Regions from separate parts of the Pan troglodytes genome. Here region 2 is linked to region 1. A link is a contact called in public Hi-C data. All regions are on one chromosome and are shown on one strand. Each heading gives the region's core, a stretch centred on a gene start, on an enhancer-like site or on the middle of the called end of the contact. The rest is flanking DNA. Distances are from core to core; before and after follow the strand shown. Region 1 has its middle 15 kb from the start of TBX1. Region 2 overlaps TXNRD2 (thioredoxin reductase 2).

What was found. Hi-C and Micro-C count contacts between places; a contact is called where the count stands out from the background.
Region 2: a contact with region 1 is called in a Hi-C map of induced pluripotent stem cells, with 3 times the contacts expected there. The contact joins two enhancer-like sites. A contact is called at or near these places in 3 of 7 Hi-C or Micro-C datasets (induced pluripotent stem cells and stem cell-derived neural progenitor cells) and 1 of 1 other capture datasets (stem cell-derived neural stem cells).

Annotation. Positions count from the first base shown.
Region 1 is chr23:21,773,740-21,776,442 of NHGRI_mPanTro3-v2.0_pri, forward strand. No RefSeq gene overlaps it. Among named protein-coding and RNA genes, the nearest start is that of TBX1, 15 kb to the right of the region's middle. Within about 2 kb of position 1,337, at least 2 of the 24 cell types and tissues checked have an H3K27ac peak or open chromatin away from gene starts, as enhancers often do. A contact at or near this core is called in induced pluripotent stem cells, where this site is marked.
Region 2 is chr23:21,941,998-21,944,700 of NHGRI_mPanTro3-v2.0_pri, forward strand. TXNRD2 (thioredoxin reductase 2) reads right to left here. Exons shown (of 18, transcript XM_016939722.3): 8 at 1-45. Among named protein-coding and RNA genes, the nearest start is that of COMT, 30 kb to the right of the region's middle. Within about 2 kb of position 1,339, at least 1 of the 24 cell types and tissues checked has an H3K27ac peak or open chromatin away from gene starts, as enhancers often do. A contact at or near this core is called in induced pluripotent stem cells, where this site is marked.

The DNA of each region.
Region 1 (2,703 bases), core at 87-2,586:
TTCTTAGTATGACACTTCCACTCGGCAGAAAGGACAGGGAGAGAAGGCTGTGCTTTAGGGCGACGGCAGCAGGGCCAGCTGGTGAGAACCATGCACAAGGGTGGCTGGCAGAGGGATGTGACATGGGCTCCCAAACAGGCCAGGGGACCTGAGGCCCAGGATGCCACCTGAGAGGCTGGGGAGGGCAGCTGAAGGAGGGAGGGGGCAGGGACTCCCCCCGGGGCCAGCCCACCTGCTGTTCTCGCAGCCCTGGGCCCAGTGATGTGGGGCTCAAGGGGGCCTCACCTGACGGTCAGTTGGGGAGCTAGAGGCCGGGACAGGAGCTGAGGGCCAGAGGGGACTCCGGAGGACACTGGATCAAGTGCCATCAGCTGGGCTAGTTGAAGAGTTTTGTGAGGGTTTTTTTTTGTTTTTTGTTTTTTGTTTTTTTTTGCAGGAGGGGTGGAACAAGGACCAGCATGCAGGGCAAGATGAGGCCTGAGGGTGGAGGGGACAGAAGAGCCCTGCCGGGACAAGGGACAGAGGGACATCGGTTAGGTTTCGACCCATGCACAAGAGCTCAGCCACGCTGCCAGTGCCAGACTGGCCCCCCTTCCTGGGGCGTGGCAGCACATTCAGTCATGGGCACAGGCAACGGCAGGGGCCAGGGCTGCCTCGAGCAGGGGAGGCTGGGCACCCAGCTGTCCTGTGAGGACACACCACCCCACCCTCAGACCGTGCCACTGGACACTCACATGACCCAAGTCTGGCCGCTTGCTCACTGGCACCCCTGCCAATCATGCTGACCTTCTTCCCACTAGCACCTGCTGGGAGCTGACAGAGGTCTCTATTCCCAGCCAGGCGCCTGCTTAGGTTATATTTAGGCCACAGGGGTGGGAGCTGGGCCTCTGACCCCCACCATGCCCAAGCAGGGGCAGCTGGGCTGACGCCGTGGGTTGCTCACTGCCTGCAGGGCCCCTCCCTCCAGGCCTTGTCCTCTCATCCGTCGGCCATGTGCAGGCTGGGAGGCGCGGGTGCTGGCCATGCTTCATATGGGAAACAAGCTAGTCTGGCTTTGAGCTCCTGGCCTCGGGACGATGGGGGCTGATGGCACCAGAAACTCTGGGGAGGCCAGGACAAGGGGACAGGCCCGGGAGCTCAGGTTGGGTGGGGGGCTGGCGGGAGGCCCAGCCCAGCCTTTCAGCTCCAGAGGCTCAGACGTGCCATGAGGTCATTCCCTCCTGGGAGCTCCCAGAGCCCTGCCCGAGGGGATGCTGAGCCCCAGGCCCTTCCTGCCCAGCCGGGGCTGGATCCCTCTTTTCCCTCCTGCTGCCCAGGCAGGATGTTTCCAGGGAGGAAATGGCTCCTGGGAGGCCACCCCACCCCCGCTGGAGTCTAGGGCCACTTCCTGCCCTGCATGGGCCTTGGTTCTGCCCCCAGTCTGCCAGCCTGGGCCAGACCCCAGATTTCCTGTCCCTACAGCATGGAGAGGCAGAGGTGTCTCGGCCTCAACCAGCCTGGGAGGCACAGTCGGAACCTCCTGGACCCCAGGACCTGAGAACTTCCCCCTGGAGCCCCACTTCCCTTGCCCCACAACCCTGGTCAGAGGGAGGCACGACCTGCCCTGCCCCCATGCCCAGCCTTCCCCAGCGCCACAGAGCCTCCTTCAGATAGGTTCCGCTTGGGCACCAGCTGCTGCTCCACCGCGTATCTCCATGGGGCCCACGGGCCTGGGCCATCCCCAGCCCACCCCAGGAAGCTGAATGGCTGCATCGAAGCTCCCTTTTGGCTACAATCCTGCAGGGCTGGCCTTGGACCAGCGGGCTAGCCTGGATCTGATGGGCCCTCCTAGCAGAGGTCATCACCCGGCTCCGTGGGCAGCCCCATCCCCAGGGGAGGTCAATCAGCTCAGTCCTCACCCACCCTATTCAATGGGGCTTCCTGCCGACCCCAGATCTGGGTGAGTGTCCTGGTCACCGCCCCCTCGACCACCACCCCATGCAGCAGGAAACACGTAGCTGGGGGGTTGTGGGGCTTCAGGACTGGGATTGGAGAGGCTGAAAGCAGGGCTCAGGGCTCTCGGCGGAAGTGGGGCCTCAGCCCACTCAGAGGTCCAGGAAGTGGGGGTCTCGGAAGCTTCCTCTCGGCCAGACAAGCCGGAGGGTCAGAGGCCTGGCCGCAGCTGCCCCTTCCTCTTCGGCCAGCCAGCTGCTGGGTGGCCCGTGCTGCAGCAGGCCTCAGGTTGGGGAGCTGGGTGTCCTTCAGCCCCCGCAGGTGGCCAGCATCAGGACCGGAAGGCTCTGAATCAGCCTGGTCTGGAGGTATGGGCAGCTGTGGGGGCCAGTGGACAGGTGTAGCAGAGCTCAGGGCGCACAGCAGAGGCCATCTCAGCCTGGGCCTGTGTTCCCTTCAGTCAGACCTCTCTCCAGCCTCGGCTTGCCCATCTCTCCAGTGAGGTGACAATCCCGGGCCTGACCAGACAGGCTGACCAGGACAGAGAACCCTGGGGCCTTCTAAGGCCACTGCCATGTGGGCCGGGTCCTGTCAGACACCCCCAGCCCTCAGCCCCTGACCCATTTCTGTTCATGCCCTGGCCCTCCTGCATGCCCACCCAACCCCACTGGAGCTCAGAGACCGAGCCCCTCCAAGGCCTTTTCTCCACAGCCAGGATCAGGCCCCCAGATCTGGTGCCCCATCAGTCCTGCAGGTACACCTCTCCACAGA
Region 2 (2,703 bases), core at 89-2,588, 170 kb after region 1:
GAAGATGTCATCACTTGTGATTCCATATTCCAAGGCACCTTCGATCTGTCAAGACAGAAATGACCCCTTGGACAAGAGCTCCATTTGGCCTGTCCTAGGGCTTCCTTAAAGAGGATGCCAGCTTTGCAGAATCAACCAGAGCTGTCCCAGGGCACACATGCACAGGGCTTCCCTGCTGCCAGTCCTTGTCTGCAGGCTGTGGCCTCTTTGGGGCTGCAGATGGCCTGTCTGCATATAAGCTGCTGCACTCCAGGTCCCGGTGCCCTCGCAAGGTACCTTTCCCCTCTGTTCCCCAGGACCCTCCCCTTGACCCTGGTTCAGAGCAGGATACAGGGCCTGAGGTGGGTACAGCAACTGCAGGGGCCATACAGGCAGACAGCTGGGACCCCTCAAGTCTGCCCGGGTTCTGGACAGACACATCAAACAGACAGGGGCATGCAGCCCCAGGGAGCAACACCTGGGTTCTGGGGGATCCAAACTCAGAGAGAGGAAGTGGGGAGAGAACAGGTCAGCAAATCAGGGCCAGCAGAGCTCAGGTGTGTCTGCGCGGCAGGGGTGGCCTACAAGGCCAGCCAGAGGAGAGGAGGCACAGGGGGTAAGTGCCACAGGCTGAGGTGGGCAGGGACTGAGAGGCAGCTCTGAGGGCACCTGGCTGAAGCCAGGACGGACTTCACACTCTTGAGGGCTGGCCGGGGCGGGCTCTGAGCCCAGAAATCATACAGGTCACCTGAAGAGGGGTGGCCAAGCAGGTGGGAGGCCCAGGGTGAACGTCCCCTTAGCGGCCATGAGAACAAGATGTGCTGGTGGAGGAAGCGGATCTCAAACAGTTTATGCTTCCAATTGGCAAAAAAAAATAAAGTCAGGAATTTCTCAGGTTTGCTCAAGGAAAACCGAAAGGTCTGGCAATCAAAGGGACTAAAACGCAAGCAAGCCTTGGCAGACACCCTGGGAGGGTGTGGCGGGGAGAGCGGAGCAGCCCTGAGCTGCCTGCCTCCTAAGGACCAGGAGCGCCTGCTGGATCCCCTGTGAGCCCAAAGAGCCGTCAGCAGCTGCCCGTGAGGTGCAGAGCAGGGCCGGGCCAGGCCAGGGCCCCTGTGCAGTGCTCCCTGGTGCGGATGCACGTGCAGCTCTGCCTGGGGCCTCAGAGAAGCCCAATGACCGCTGGGTGCTGGAAGCTGGCTGTGGCCTTCTTTAAGCAGAACCACCATGAGCCCAGCTGCCAGGAGAGGGGATCACTGGGACCCTGTCTGCAGCAGCTGCCTTGAACAACTGCACAGTGTCATCCTACAAAGTCACGCAGCCCTGAGCCCCACCTCTGTGCATAAGCAACCTGCCCCCTCTAGAGGCTGCTGTGGCTGCCTGGCGGCCAGACAAGTCCCATGGCCTCTAAGGACTGGGGGTGCTTGTGCTCCTCGGGGCCGCTCCTTTCCCTGTTTCCACAGTAAGCACAGGACGAAGTGGAGGCTGGGGTCACATCCAAGAAGTGGCAGAACCTCCCCTTGCTCTGCCTCCACCGGACTGCCCCTGGGTCTAAGTCAGAGGTGGTGCGGCCTCCAGGCCGAGAGAGCCGTGGTCTTCAAGAGCTTGGCTGCAGCCTACTTAGAGGCTTGGAGCAGGCGGCACACGGTTCCCTGGGAGACCCGTGGGGACTGGTCTCAGCCAAACCTCTCTGCTCACCCCCAGCCCATTTGCTTTCCCTGCTGCAGCTGCCCCCCAACCCCTCACCCCGGGGCCCCTTCCTCAACTCTGCCCCCACAACCCACAAGACTGGGCCAGGAGTTATTCGCCTCTCTGTTAAAAACAGCGATAAAACTGGCAAGAACTGTGAGATTCAGAATTACGGAAATTAACCACAGGCTTGCAGCAACATAGGGAACTAAAGTCAGGAAAAACAGCTGAAGCTGAGTGAGAATGGGAGCTCCAGGGTGTTTTAACTCACTCTGGTCCCACTCCCACCTCAGCGGCAGCCCTGAACAGTGACGTGTCAGAGAGAACAGAACTCAGCTGGGGTCTTTCAAAGCCCCCCGCAAAGAAGAGTCAGAGTCAGCAACTATAGGGTCACCTTTATCCAACTTCACTGGAGCTCAGCCAGAGCTAAAAGCCTTTCTCTGGGGGCATTTGTCTGAGGTTTTCTTCTCACAGCTGCCTGAGGGGGATAGGTAACAGTTGGAGCCAACAACAGACTACCCAAAAAGCTTCAAAGGAAAAACCAAAGTATGAGATGTCTGCTGGAGCTTTGAAAGGTTCCAGCATATTCCTGGGAACCTAGGCCAGGCACACGCACAGCACTGTGCACACATCAGGAAGGACCAACGAGGCCCTGAACCCTCACCTCCAGCTGACCTTGATCTCTGCAGAAGCAGGAAGTGAAGGCTAGGGCAGAGCTGTCTGCTGCCTGCTGAGTGTGGAAGGCATCCCCTCCAAACGCACACAGAGCCCTCAGCAAAGACCGGGAGAGTTCTTAGTTTAGGGAAATCTCCATGCAGTTCTTAGCTGACCACTAAGCTCACCAAGTAAAGACTTCAGTGGCCACATACAACAAAGAATAAGAGTCTACAAAGTCAGTTCCGAAAAGTCACCAAATAAGCAGCTGTAACAACAGAATCCTGGGGCAGAGGGAGAATCTGGTTTCCAAAGTTACCGCATTAAATTATTTGAAATGTTCAGCTTTCAATAAGAAAATTACAAGATACGTGAAGAAAC